Linked DNA regions of Danio rerio: region 2 is linked to region 1. Evidence: chromatin contacts called from public HiChIP or PLAC-seq data. All regions are on one chromosome and are shown on one strand. The core of a region is the stretch at or near the end of the contact, and the rest is flanking DNA. Distances in the headings are between cores, read along the strand shown. Region 1 holds the start of cdh7a (cadherin 7a). Region 2 holds the start of dsela (dermatan sulfate epimerase like a).

What was found. HiChIP or PLAC-seq counts read pairs in DNA pulled down with a chosen protein or histone mark.
Region 2: a contact with region 1 is called in an H3K4me3 HiChIP or PLAC-seq map of embryo, with 7 times the contacts expected there. The contact joins the promoter of dsela here to the promoter of cdh7a in region 1. A contact is called at or near these places in 1 of 18 Hi-C or Micro-C datasets (caudal fin) and 1 of 4 datasets of contacts at active chromatin or transcription factors (embryo).

Annotation. Positions count from the first base shown.
Region 1 is chr2:30,347,090-30,353,949 of GRCz12tu, reverse strand. cdh7a (cadherin 7a) reads right to left here and starts at 3,991. Exons shown (of 11, transcript NM_001077448.2): 1 at 3,767-3,991. The coding sequence starts at 3,967.
Region 2 is chr2:30,653,266-30,660,250 of GRCz12tu, reverse strand. It overlaps dsela (dermatan sulfate epimerase like a), which reads left to right and starts at 4,078. Exons shown (of 1, transcript XM_691410.8): 1 at 4,078-6,985. The coding sequence starts at 4,833. It overlaps tmx3a (thioredoxin related transmembrane protein 3a), which reads left to right. Exons shown (of 16, transcript NM_001020557.1): 11 at 609-666; 12 at 769-822; 13 at 907-963; 14 at 1,044-1,173; 15 at 1,255-1,323; 16 at 1,493-1,865. The coding sequence ends at 1,717.

The DNA.
Region 1 (6,860 bases), core at 2,742-5,241:
TTAGAATTTTAATGACATTTTTCTGCCTCTCTCTCTCTCTCTCTTTCTCTGCAATCAACAGTAGCTTTTCAGTTCCAATTTCAATAATTGCTTTTTTTTATAGTACTAAAGAAGAACATTTGAGTATATTTCTATAGCACATACTGTATGTCAAACAATCAAAGAAAATTGGATTTCTCATAGTATATATTTAAAATGAAAATGACAGGTACAGATTGTAAAAGGTATTGTTAATTATTACAAGCAAGAGTCTGTATTAGAAGGCCTCCATATGCCAAAACTATAGACCAGGGGTCTCAAACTCAAATTGGCGAGGAGCCTTTTTAGTGAGTGACAATTTATTAAAGAGCCATTTTAACATTTAAGCATTAGAAAAAAGTGGAAACCTGACATAATTGATGCATCTTAGAATAACAGACATGACGTTTATATTTCAAGCATTACTTGCCATTAGTGATAATGCAAATCGGCACGTTTATCGTTTTACACATCAGCTGCTGAAATATATCTGTGATTGTTGTGTGTATAGCTGAGCGCTAGACACACATTCAGCCATTTTTTTTTACAGACTATATGCAGTCAGAACTCTAGCTTTTTGTTTATTGTTGAACACATTGAAGAGGGAGTTTAAATTGCTATGAAATACTACAAATAATAAGCATTATTAGAAAGCCGATTGGACTTTACTTGCAATTGTTCTTTTAAACATCTTTCTTTTTTTTTTATAAAACTATAACAAATAAGGGGAAAGTATGAACATATTCACATTTACATCAACTAGAAGTACAATTTTACTAATGTGTATAGTTTTTATGCAAATCTTAATAAGCATATGAAGAAAATCTATTAAATGAGACCATTTGAATCAAATATTAGCAAAATTATCATATTTGCTACACCACCAGCATGAGGTGTAAGCCATGAAGACGTGTTTGTACAAGAAAATACAAGTGGTATAAAACTGGAAATAATCAAACGGCCCTTGAATATTTACAAAAATAGAGCTTTAGTAAAAATAGAACACTTACACTTATTTAACGTTTAAATCAGCCAGAGAAATAAAACGCATGTGTGTTATTCTCAACCATACACTGAGAGAAAATGAAAGTAAAACTAATCTGAATACAGTACTATAAATATCGACTAGGTGGCGGGTCAAAACCATAAATTGCTAGATGCAACTGCACAACAATGATAGTGGTTTAAAAATATATGTTTTGGCGGGCTGAATCACATAAATTTTTGACGTCAGTTGCTGGCCGGAGGGAGGAAAAGGAGAAGGGGCCGTAAATGGCCTGCGGGCCGGAAGTTTGAGACCCCAGCTATAGACAAAAGCTAGTCATGCTTAATTAGTGCTCCAGGGTTAGCAGAAATGACAATCATGTGCAGCTGAGACACAAGACCTTACGGACACTCCAGAGAAATAAGTATCCGTGACTGGACAGCTCTACTGGCTTCTGGGGATCCAAAGTACATTATCTTAATAAACATGTCAGCTCAGTTAACAGGAAGCCACTGGATATACCTAGAAAGAGTAGTATCCATTTTGGTTTCTTTCTTTCTTTCTTTCTTTCTTTCTTTCTTTCTTTCTTTCTTTCTTTCTTTCTTTCTTTCTTTCTTTTTTTTCTTTCTTTCTTTCATTAATTTATGTAGGCCTACTTATTTGTATGTATGTTTGTACTTTCATTTTAGTTGTCTTTTAATTTTTTTTATTAACTTTCCAAAATGAATCCTCATTTCACTTAACAAGTTTACAATGATAATAAAGCTTGTTAACAAGTTTTTAATGATTAATAGAGGAATTATAACGCTTTCTTTCATTATTTATCTTTAATTACAAGTAGCAGGGTATTTACAGCTACTGTATATTTCTGTTCATTCGCATCCTGTCCCTTTGTGCCCCCTGGCGGCATAATTGCAAACTGCGGTTGTACCAAAAAATATGTGTTAGTGTGGCGGCAGTGCCACTCGCGATGGTAATGCTCCTTTTAAAATGTCACCCACTGTATATTTAAAATAAATATGACAATTTGTGAATTATTAATTATTATTATTATAAACAAGAGCCTGTATTAGGATGCCTCCATATGCCAAGACTATACAAAAAAGCTAGTCATGCTTAATTAGTGTTCTGGGGTTAGCAGAAATGACAATCATGTACAGTCGAGGCTCAAGACCTTACAGACACTCCAGAGAAATAAGTCTCCGTGACTGGACAGCTCTACTGGCTTCTGGGCATCCAAAGTACATCTAAAAAAACATGTCAGCTCAGTTATCAGGAAGCCACTGAATGCGATCTAGGACCCCATTTACACCTAGAACAAGTAGTATTCATTTTGGGGGATTTATTTGACATATTTTTGCAGCAAAGATGAAACAAAATAAACAACAGTGACAATGTAAAAAATATAAAAACATTTATAGACCATTTTAAAGGATGTCAAGAAAAACAATGGTCCCAACATATTTCTTGTTTTACATTTTTATTCCTATAGCTTTCAAGAATCCAAAAAGAGACAGATATTGATAAATAAGGTTATAAAAGCTGTTTTAACATTAAGTAATAGTTAAGTTGCCTCTTGTTATAGCTGGAAATAGCTTGATAACAAGCAGGAAATGTTAATGGGCCAATGACATGACCACATTCAAATGGTTTATATATTTAAATTTAATAAATAAATGCAACTCAACCAAGCATGGTTCTCTGCAATACCCAATACTGATTAGTCAGCTGCAACATTCTGAAGTGTGTTATTTGCTGTTAACAACTGTCAATATTCCAATATCTATACCAAAACTAAGTACTTTGATATAGTTATTGTGTTCAGAAGTGGAATAATGCACATCCAGCTAGTTGTTCTCAACAAATTTGTTACACTGTGATTCTGATTAGTCAGTTGCAAAATTCCATGCTATGTTATACCCATATAACAACCACTAAAACTAATAACACAGTCTTATCTAGGTACTTTAAATCATCTTGACCATCAATTAATCATTTCACATACAGATGCATACATCCACATTAATACACTGCTGTTTGGTACTATTCTGTGAGCGAATAACATATAGGTTGGCGTATACTCTATTTAGACACTTTAATTTACTTTAATTTTCCTTTAATTAAAGAATTATTAAATGATTACATGTCAGAACAAAGTTTGCTGTCTATATTTTAGATTTTGTGGCAAGTAGCCATGTAATAAGCAAGAAAATGTGCATCCAGGCGGTTGTTTTCACTGAATAAAGCCCTTCAGGCTTATATAACAACTGCCGATAAGCCTGCCGGGCTTTATTCTGCAATAACAACCTTCTGAATATATTTTATCCCATACAGTACATAAAGATTTCTGTTGGGGTTTATTCTATGATCAAAACCAGCTGGGTGTACATTGTTTACTTAATATTACAAGCCAAAACTTTTGAGTTTATGTGACTACCAGAAATAAACAGCAATGCTTGTTTGACCACTTTTGATCAAATCAATCTTGGTTGCACTTTGTTTTACAGTACATGCACTTAATGTTCATGCACTTAATACAAATAAGTACTTGGTTATATAAAGACACTACAAGGGTTAAGGTTTGGTTCAGGGGTAAGAATAAAGATAGAGTACCTACAGTAGTTATTATCCAGCTTATGTAATGACTATGGTAATACATAGCGTGTATATAAAAAACAAGAGATTGTAATACCAGGAATGACCTCAGTGCTCTTAAGAGGGTACATGCAAAATATCAAAGCCACTTGAATATATTTTTCCTACCTTGCCAACATAAAGAGGTTCATCTCCAGTGTACTCCTCTAGGACAAAGAATTGGTTCCACACCCAGTTGCGCTTATGTCTTTGAAGGGATGTGCCCACAGAATCTCTGAGGGGCCTCAGGGAAACAGAACGGAGCGGGACAGAATTCAAAGTCATCCCCCCACAGCCCACATCCCGCTGGGCCAACAGCAGTATAGTCATTACAGCCAGTCCAGTCCACACTGCAGAGCCAATCTGCATCATTTGTTGAAAGGATGAAAGTAAAAAAAAAGGAAACAAAAAAAATACACTCCTCCGTACTGAACGGACTGCAGAGATCTTAAGGTGAATAGTTGGCTCCTTGGAAATGATGCACCACCCTCAGCACTGGCACGGGCAGCCAGACAGACCAGACCGTCTGACCGGTGATTGATGGGAGAGACCACAGGAATGAACGATGATTGTAGTTGAAGCCCTCAAACCTGCGGTGAGAACAGACATCAGGGAGAGAGGATGAAGAAAATCAGGGAGAGAGAGAGAGAAAGAGTCAGGAAAATATACAAAAAAGTGTGTCTGTCAGCACAGATGCTGGCTTGATTTACTGTCATTCTTTTTAGAATAGCGGCTCGCATTTGAACCACAGATTAAGACAACATGACTTCTGGCATTTCAGAGGTTGCCGTGTGAGATGCAGGTGCAGGCTGGACGCAACAGGTGAGCAAAATGGACATTCAGCTCTTTCCTCTGGATGGGTATTTGACAGCACTGCTGAAAGTGGAGCACATTAATCTTTAGGGCTGAAGGGAAACGGGATGGGAGGGGGAAACAGACAGAGGAAGAGGGATGGTGCTCCAATGCAAAGATTTGGAAAAATAAAGCAAATATGTACCATCTCAAGTCCTAGCAAAGGAAAGAGTTGCTCTATTATCATACTCAGACAGAATATGGGTCAATGTCAAATATAAGACTGGCTAAAAGTCTAGTTTAAAACATGCTTAATTTGCATTCAAGCTGGTTTCAAATGTTTTTTAGGAAATATTCAAGAAATAATTGGCTTGAAGACTTATTTCGCCATTGAAGGGCACCTAATTTACCCCCTTTGCAAGATTTAAGATAAGTCTTTTATTTCTCTATTTCTTTCAGCTCAAAACACCCATTAGACTATTTATTCTACCTTTAAGAATATTGGAATATTTTGCTCTGAACAAAATGTAGCTGTTTTTGTGCTGTTCCCATGTGCCTGAGTGGGCCTCAAACTCCACCTCTGCTGCGTCAATTTGTTAGAAATACTAAGAACTTTGCCAATGATTATTGGATGTATTGGTTGTGAAGTTAATTCAAACCTTTCAGCAATGATGAGTCACACACATTAGCCTCTTTCACACATACAGACCTTTCCGAAAAATTACCAGCAATTATTCGGAAAGGTCTGTGTGTGTGAACAGGCCCTTTTTGAAAATACTTGTAAATTTGTTCCGGCAATGATAAAGTGGTGTGATAAAGTAAAGACACATAAGGTAAAGTAAAGTACAAACATGCAGTGTAAAAATGTTTTAAAACTTCATCACATTTGATAATGTTTGATGATCACAGAGAGCTGAACAAATCAAATCCTAATTGCTTTGCCCATGTCCTGTCTTGTTGATATGATTATACGTGTTGTTACAGAGACATGTTAATACGCGGCTGTCAATCAATTCAGTGGGCGGGGAAAATCCTGTCACGTTGCAGTGGGCCTCAAAATGAGTGGGATTTGGATCCTATTTTAACAACAGAAAAAATGATAATAATAATTCATTAAATTTATATAGCGTTTTTCTAGACACTTAAAGCACTTTACACATAGAGGGAATCTCCTCATCCACTACCAGTGCGCAGCATCCACCTGGATGACGCGACGGAAGCCATTTTGTGCCAGATCGCACACCACACACCAGCTGATTGGTGGAGAGGAGACAGAGTGATGAAGCCAATCCGCTTGTTAAGTGTGACGTCACGCGGAGCGGCTTCCGGGTCGAAGCTCTCTATTGAACTGAATGGGGAGATTCATGAAATGGTAATAATAATTGTTTACAAAGCGATTTAATACTTTCGAAAGTCACGATCGCAATATATATGTCCATGCCTAAAATTCGATGGCCAGAAAGTGATTCATTGTTTTATAAATTGTTAAAATTTTGGTATTTGTTCTGCAGCAAGCCCAGAGAATGTTGTGTACACTATATCTTTATGTAAAATTAACTTTAATGCGTGATAGGAATAAAAAGTGATCATAAACGAATGATTTCTCCACTCAAGTGAATGGCGGCTTGGACCCGAAAACAGTATTACATACGTCACTAACACGTCATCACTTAACAAGCGGATTATGATATGGGGAGGGTTAGGGGGCCATGGTGGACAGAAGCCAGTGGGCAGATTTGGCCAGGATGCAGGGGTTAAACCCCTACTCTTTTTCGAAGGACATCCTGGGATTTTTAATGACCACAGAGAGTCAGGACCTCGGTTTAACGTCTCATCCGAAAGACAGCGAAAAAAAAAAAAAATGATTGTGTTTATATCTCCCCAATATGACTGTGGACACACTATACAGTACCTACACACAGTTTTGTCCAAACAAAGTAAAATGTACATCTTTAATGTGAATATATACATCTTCAACTTTTTTCAATGAGGCTTTTTTCTTTTACTATTATGTCTAAAAAAAAGTTATAACTTATAAATGCTGTCCAACTGTACCCATATTTTGAGTTACACACCAAAATATGTTTTTCATAGAAAGATTAAGATATATGCACCCACATTAATGAAGTATAGACAATATTTTATCATATTTTACTTGATGGTTAGACTTTTTAATCAGTCATCATTTTCCTCGTATCTTAAAAATGTATTCAAAGTCAAATGAAACCAGCATGAATGTAAAATGAATGTTTTAAACTAGATTTCCTTGCAGCAGGCTGGTTGAATGAATATTATGCATTTTTAATGTTTTTTTTTTTTTTTTTTTGAGCATCGCGTCACTGACCCACAGATTGTCATTATCATATTTCACAAGTAGCCTATGTTGAATAATTCAGCTATTCTTTATTTACCATTCTCTTTCTAATCCAAT
Region 2 (6,985 bases), core at 2,829-5,328, 310 kb before region 1:
TAAACCTTAGAGATAATTGTGCGTGAAAATCCCAGTAGGTCAGCAGTTTCTGAAATAATCAGATCAGCCTTTCTGGCACCAACAACCATACCATGTTCAAACTCACTTAAATCACCTTTCTTCCTCATTATGATGCTCAGTTTGAACTGCAGCAGATCGTCTAGACCTAAACATGTCTACATGCCTAAACGCATTGAGTTGCTGCCATATTATTAGCTGATTAAAGATTTGCATTAACGAGCAGTTAGACAGGTGTACCTAATAAAGTGGCCAGTGAGTGTGTACATACATACATACATACATACATATATATATATATATATATATATATATATATATATATATATATATATATATATATATATATATATATATATATATATATATTTATTTATTTATTTATTTATTTATTTATTTTAACAAACTTTAACACTAATTTGAGTGATTGCTATATTTCTGCCACTTGATGATAAAGCATAACAGCTATGGTGATTTTCTGCCAAGTTTTTATGTGTGAAAATGATGCTTTGACAGATTGTGATTATGTGAGCTTTGCGTGCATGCATAATTTGTTGTGTCGCTGTTCATTTCTTACACATCCCTGATAGGTAAACTGGTGGCATTGGCAGTAGTAGATGAGAAAAATCCATCTGAAGAAAGCATTCGGTAAACAACGTTAGAAAATATGCACAGAAGTCTCCGAGTTGTGACAATTGGCAGTACTTTTCTCATTACTTCCTTTCCAAAACTTTAAATTGCTCTCTTTAGGTACAAAACTCTGATGGAAAGGGTGTCTACAGAATACAGAGACCATTATAAAAGGTAAGAAGCACATTTATATGAACAAAAACAGCATGAAGAGTTATTTCTTAACAAAGACAATGTTGATTTTCCTTTCACCTATAGTGATTTTCAGTTTGGTTATGTGGATGGTAATGAATATGTCAACGGTTTAATTATGGGGTGAGTCAAATCAAATTTCAACGTTTTTATTTCATGTTTTATATATATATAATCACCACAAATGTGTTCCATCTTCTCAGGGAACTTGCGATGCCTTCCATTATTGTGCTAAACATGTCCATTGATGGATACTATATACCCGAAAGCAGCACTGAGACCATTGAGGATTTACTTCAGTTCCTCAACAGTGTTCTGGATGGCAGCACAACGGTATGAGCAACAAGAACGCTTTCCTCAGTCTGTTTTGTCTTTTAATTTCCTCAACGCAATTCCCTTTTTCTCCCTAATCAGCTCCTTGGAGGAAATGGATTTTGGCAGTGCGCTAAGAGAATTTTCTATAAGGGGAAGAATACTGTGATGGTAAGTCTGACTAACACTAGATTTACACTTTCCCCCAAATATTTACAAAAAGCTTAACACATCAAAAACCAAAACACACGGCTGATCACATCCTCATCAAATATTTACTTGAGGCTAATATTTAGGTCACTGTTGTCCTAGTAACTAACATAACTCTCCCTGATCCCAGTCGATGGTCGAGACAGCACCGGTGTTCTCCTGTTTTGTGCTTGGACTGCCAGTGGGTGTAGTTGTATTGGTTATCTATGCTACATGTACTGCTGTACCTGCGGACGATGAGAAACCTGAGGAAGAAGCTACAGCCAGCCCTGCGTTGGATACACATGGAAAGAAGGCAATAGAATCGCAGCCTGAGAGCACAGAAAAGACCTCCGAAGCAAAGAAAGAGGATTAACATGGACTGTTTGTTTACTTTGTATTGTGTTAATCTTTACAGTATCATAATATGTAATAAGGTTTTCATTTTTTTATGAACTTGTCTATTAGTCTGCATTAAGGATATTGTGATTGTTTTGTTTATCAAATAAAGTTGAAATATCTTGGATGAAGCAGTATTTTTATAAAATCCATCATATGAAACAAGCAAATCAAATTAATATATCGCCTACCATATGTTTGATGGGATGTGTTCATCATTAAATTTGTTACATTTTACAAAAGTAATTTATATTAGAGCTCCCTGTGTGTGTATCTGTGTGCATTTTTCTCTTTAGCATGTGCAAATGTGTATACTCAAAAAACGTATGAAAAAAAAGTATAAAAAGCCCTTCACACACGAATTCTGCAGAATGATCCTAAATTACAAAGAAGAACACCCGATGGTGGGTGCCACGGTGGCGCAGTGGGTAGCACAATCGCCTCACAACAAGAAGGTTTCGCTGGTTCGAGCCCTGGCTGGGTCAGTTGGCATTTCTGTGTTCGGTTTCCCGCACAGTCCAAAGACATGCGGTACAGGTAAATTGAATTAGATAAACTGGCCATAGTGTACAGGTGTTTTCTTGTGTTGGGTTGCAGCTGGAAAGGCATCTGCTGCGTGAAACATGCTGGATAAGTTGGCGGTTCATTCCTCTGTGGTGTCCCCTGATTAATTAACTTAGCCGAAAATAAAATGAATGAATGAACACGCAAAACTGCATGTAGGGCAGAATTAGGCAGATTCTCATTGATTATTAATATAGAAAAAAAGATCTCTCTAATTCAGGATGCATCTAAAATCAAGTCCCACAGAATCGCTGCATTTCAAGGGTTGAACCCTGACCAGTACCAGACCAGCACTGCTTCTCACACAAACATCTAAATAAATCACATTATCAAACAATCTAAAAATACACATTTGGAACATATGGTCATAGAAACTAAAACACGAAGTAAATTGAAACTCTATCTGATGATCAAATTAAATTATGAATAGAAAGAATATCCACAAACAAAAAGCAAAGGCAGATCCTGCCCAAATACAAGCTCAGTGAACACAGACTGGCCATAGGGACTGGTGTTGTCCTCGTCAGATTGTCCTACAGTACCTCCCATTTAAAAAGTAGGTAGCAAATTTTGATGATGCATCTTGCTAACGATCAGATTTTGCTACAAGTGTAATTTTAATGTGGAGTAGTGTGATATGAACTATAATATCGCCCTAACCTACCTAATCCCTAACTCCAACCTCAAATCCATTCGAATACAGTGTTGGTAGCATAATCTGATGGGTAGACTAAAATGTCAGGACACCGGCAGACACAGAAAGAGCTGGAGACCCACAGAACAAAGAGTGTGTGTTCATAAGGACAGGTGAGATCGAGACGGAGGTGCACTTTCTCCTTCACTGCCAACACTTTAAAGCAATCTGAGACACATATTTCAACAAACTACATTAAGAACCTTTCTCAAAATGACTGAAGAGAAACAAATGAAACAGACAGGGACAGACAGCAGCACTGGCCGCTAGATACTTTTACACAGATAGATACTTTTTCTAGATACTTTTACACAGCTTAAAGTGACATTTAAATGCCCAACAAAGTTAATTAGGTTAACTAGGCAGGTTAGAATAATTAGGTAAGTTATTCTATAACGATGGTTTATTCTGTAGACTATTTTTAAAAATTTAGCTTAAAGGGGCTAATAATTTTGGCCCTAAAATTTTTTTTTAATTAAAAACTGATTTTATTCTAGCCGAAATAAAACAAATAATTCTCCAGAAGATAAAGCATTAGACACACTGTGAAAATGTAAAAAAATAAATAAAAAAATAAAAAGGGTCTAATAATTCTGATTCAACTGAGTGTGTGAATGTGGTGTCTATGTACCACAACGCAATTACATTGCATTACATTTTGCAATAACAATGTGCACATTTTTATTCCTTACATTGTTTATTTAATTTTTAAATCATTATGATATTTTGTTTCTATTCTTTTATTTTGATATGTTATTGTAGTTTTATATTTGTCCTTCTATTTTAAGCTTTGGCAACATTGTATCAATTACAGTCATGCCAATAAAGCAATTTTGAATTGAATTGAAACAATTGAAAGTGAAAGAGGACACACTCTCTTCTTCAGAGTCAACATGACTCTAATACAATAAATCATACCTATTAAACTACTTTATAGTAGATAGTAATTCCATTTGATTAATTATTTATAAGCCAAGTGATAAGAATAGCGAAAATACTGCCTAATAGAGCCACTCAATGTGATATTACGACGCCATCTGTTGACCACATTAAAAATTACCAATGCAGAAGCAATAGTTAAGCTATTAGATTACTAGGAAGATAGGAAAACGATTTGTCTTGATGAAGATGAGCCAGTTCTGTGGCGGACGATGAACATGATGGATAAAACCTTATCATTAAACCTACAAAGAGACATTGAAATGGCCGGTAAGCATTCTGAACTCTGCTTATGGTCTTTGGTCGTATGCTTAAAGAGGAAACATCACTACATAGGATCGTCCCAGCAAGCGGTTTCCCTCACCTCAAAGTGGATTAATGGATTATCTCGCTTTTCGTGTCACAAGTTGAGTAAAAGGCGCTAACCGTGACATGGTGTTGTGAAGAGTTACTGACGAACGCAGCAACTTTCTCTGGAAAACTCCACAGGACTCGCGGGAAACAGGATACTAACAACGGAAGTTTATTTAACACATCTGCATTTATGACATTTCCGTTGTCACTTAGCTCAAATAATGCTTTAAATATCCGCGAGGTTGATGACATTTCTATTCAAACAAATACAACAGCGTTCAAACAAATGAGGAAGTTTTGCGTGGGTACATCAAGTTTTCACGGATGTCCATATATGGGAATGTAAAGCATGTTTTCTCACAGAATTGTGAATAGTTCCTATTCACTGCCTATTCTTCTATATTGACACTTTTTGTGCATGAAAAGGAAAAATATCTGCAGCCCGACATGTGAGTTCAAATTGGACTAATAAAAAACATTTCTGGGCGCTTCAGAGGAGGAGCTTTCGAAGAGAAAAAGCACCACATCTGTTTCTTGGATCATGGAGAACATGCAGAGGTCTGCGTTTCTGCTTTGTGTCTTGGCAGTGGGACTTGCTTTCTGTGGAATTTCATCTGCCTCAGACAGATATGTGTCTCTGAATGAGCACCAAAGAGACAATGCCACATTGTCAGAACACCTTCACCCCAAGCTATACTTTGATCATACTGAGGTGCGTTTAATGAAAAAGAGGGCCAGCACTACACATAGACGCATATTCCAAGTGATTCGAAATGCTGTTTCTATTATGTTATCTAATGCAGCTGTTTACCAGCCTCCATTGAACCATGAGGATTTCGGCAAGAAATGGAATGAGATTTATGGCAACAATTTGCCTCCTCTTGCACTATATTGCCTGCTTCAACCTGAGGATGCTGCCGCCTCTCAGTTTTTGATTGAGTACATGGACAGAATGGTGGAATATCCAGATTGGATGGTGTCCAGTGCTCCAAATGATGAGGTTCCGATCGCCCACTCTCTCACTGGTTTTGCCACAGCATATGATTTCATTTACCCCTTTCTTGATACCCGGAGAAGATTGCGATATCTCAAAAAAATACGTTCTGTTACCGAGGAGCTTTTCGAGCTCTCCAAGCACAGGGGATGGGGAAAGCAGTTTCTGCAGAACCACCAGACAACTAACATACTAGCCATCCTAATTGGTGCTCTTGTGGCAGGGGAACATAATGATCCCGAGACAATGATATGGAAACAAATATCAGTAAACTACATGGAAAAGACCATGTTTCTCCTCAGTCACATCGTTGATGGCTCTCTTGATGAAGGTGTTGCGTATGGTAGCTACACGGCAAAATCCATCACTCAGTATGTTTACTTAGCGTTGCGTCATTTTCAGATAGACAACATGCAGAACAACTGGCTTAGAGCTCATTTTATGTTTTACTTCGCCACTCTGCTTCCTGGATTTCAAAGAACTGTTGGCATCGCAGACTCTAATTACAACTGGTTCTATGGGCCAGAGAGCCAGCTTGTGTTTCTGGATGCATACGTGCTCCGGAATGGCTCAGGAAACTGGCTGGCAGAGCAAATTAGGAAGCATCGTCCTAAAGACGGCCCCATGATGCAATCAGCAGCTCAACGCTGGGCTACTTTACATACAGAGTACATATGGTATAATTCTGAGTTAACTCCGCAGCCTCCGTCTGACTTTAACAAAGCAGCCATGCATATTTTCTCCAACTGGGGTGTGGTGACATATGGAGCAGGGTTAACTCGAGCTCAGGGTAATACCTTTGTCTCATTTAAATCTGGAAAATTAGGAGGACGAGCAGTCTACGATATAGTCCACGCTCAACCTTACTCTTGGGTAGATGGCTGGATGAACTTCAACCCAGGGCACGAGCACCCTGATCAAAACTCCTTCACTTTTGCACCAAATGGACAGGTGTTTGTCTCTGAGGCCTTGTATGGACCTAAGTACAGCTATCTTAATAATGTGCTGGTATTTGCCCCCTCACCCACCAGTCAGTGTAATGAGCCATGGGAAGGACAGTTGGGGGAATGTTCAAAGTGGCTACGATGGGGAGAAAAGGAAGTCGGCAATACAGCCGGGGAGGTCATCTCTGCTGTGTCACATCAGGACATGTTATTTGTGAGTGGAGAGTCTGTGTCAGCCTATTCATCTGCCATGAAGCTAAAGAGTGTGTATAGGTCACTTGTACTTCTCAACTCTCAAACGTTGCTTGTACTGGATCACATCGAAAAACACGAGCACTCTCCTCTCAGTTCTTTTAGTGCCTTTTTTCACAACCTAGACATTGATTTCAGGTACGTTCCTCACAGATCATTTGGGAAATACAATGGGGCTTTGATGGATGTGTGGGACGCACATTACAAAATGTTTTGGCTGGACGTGCAAGGATCCAGTCCTGTTGCCAGGATACAAGAAGCTGAACAAGCTGCCGAATTCAAAAAGAGATGGACACAGTTCATAAACGTGACCTTTCGCATGGAGAATCCCATCACAAGGGTGGCTTACTTGATGCATGGCCCTTATGTCAAGGTCTCAGACTGCAGATTCATTGACAACAGTAAAAACGGAGTAAAAATATCAGTGACTCTTAATGACACAGAGACTGTTGTGTCAGTTGTGACAAACTATGCTGACATTGAGGCCAGACAGGGCTACTTGGG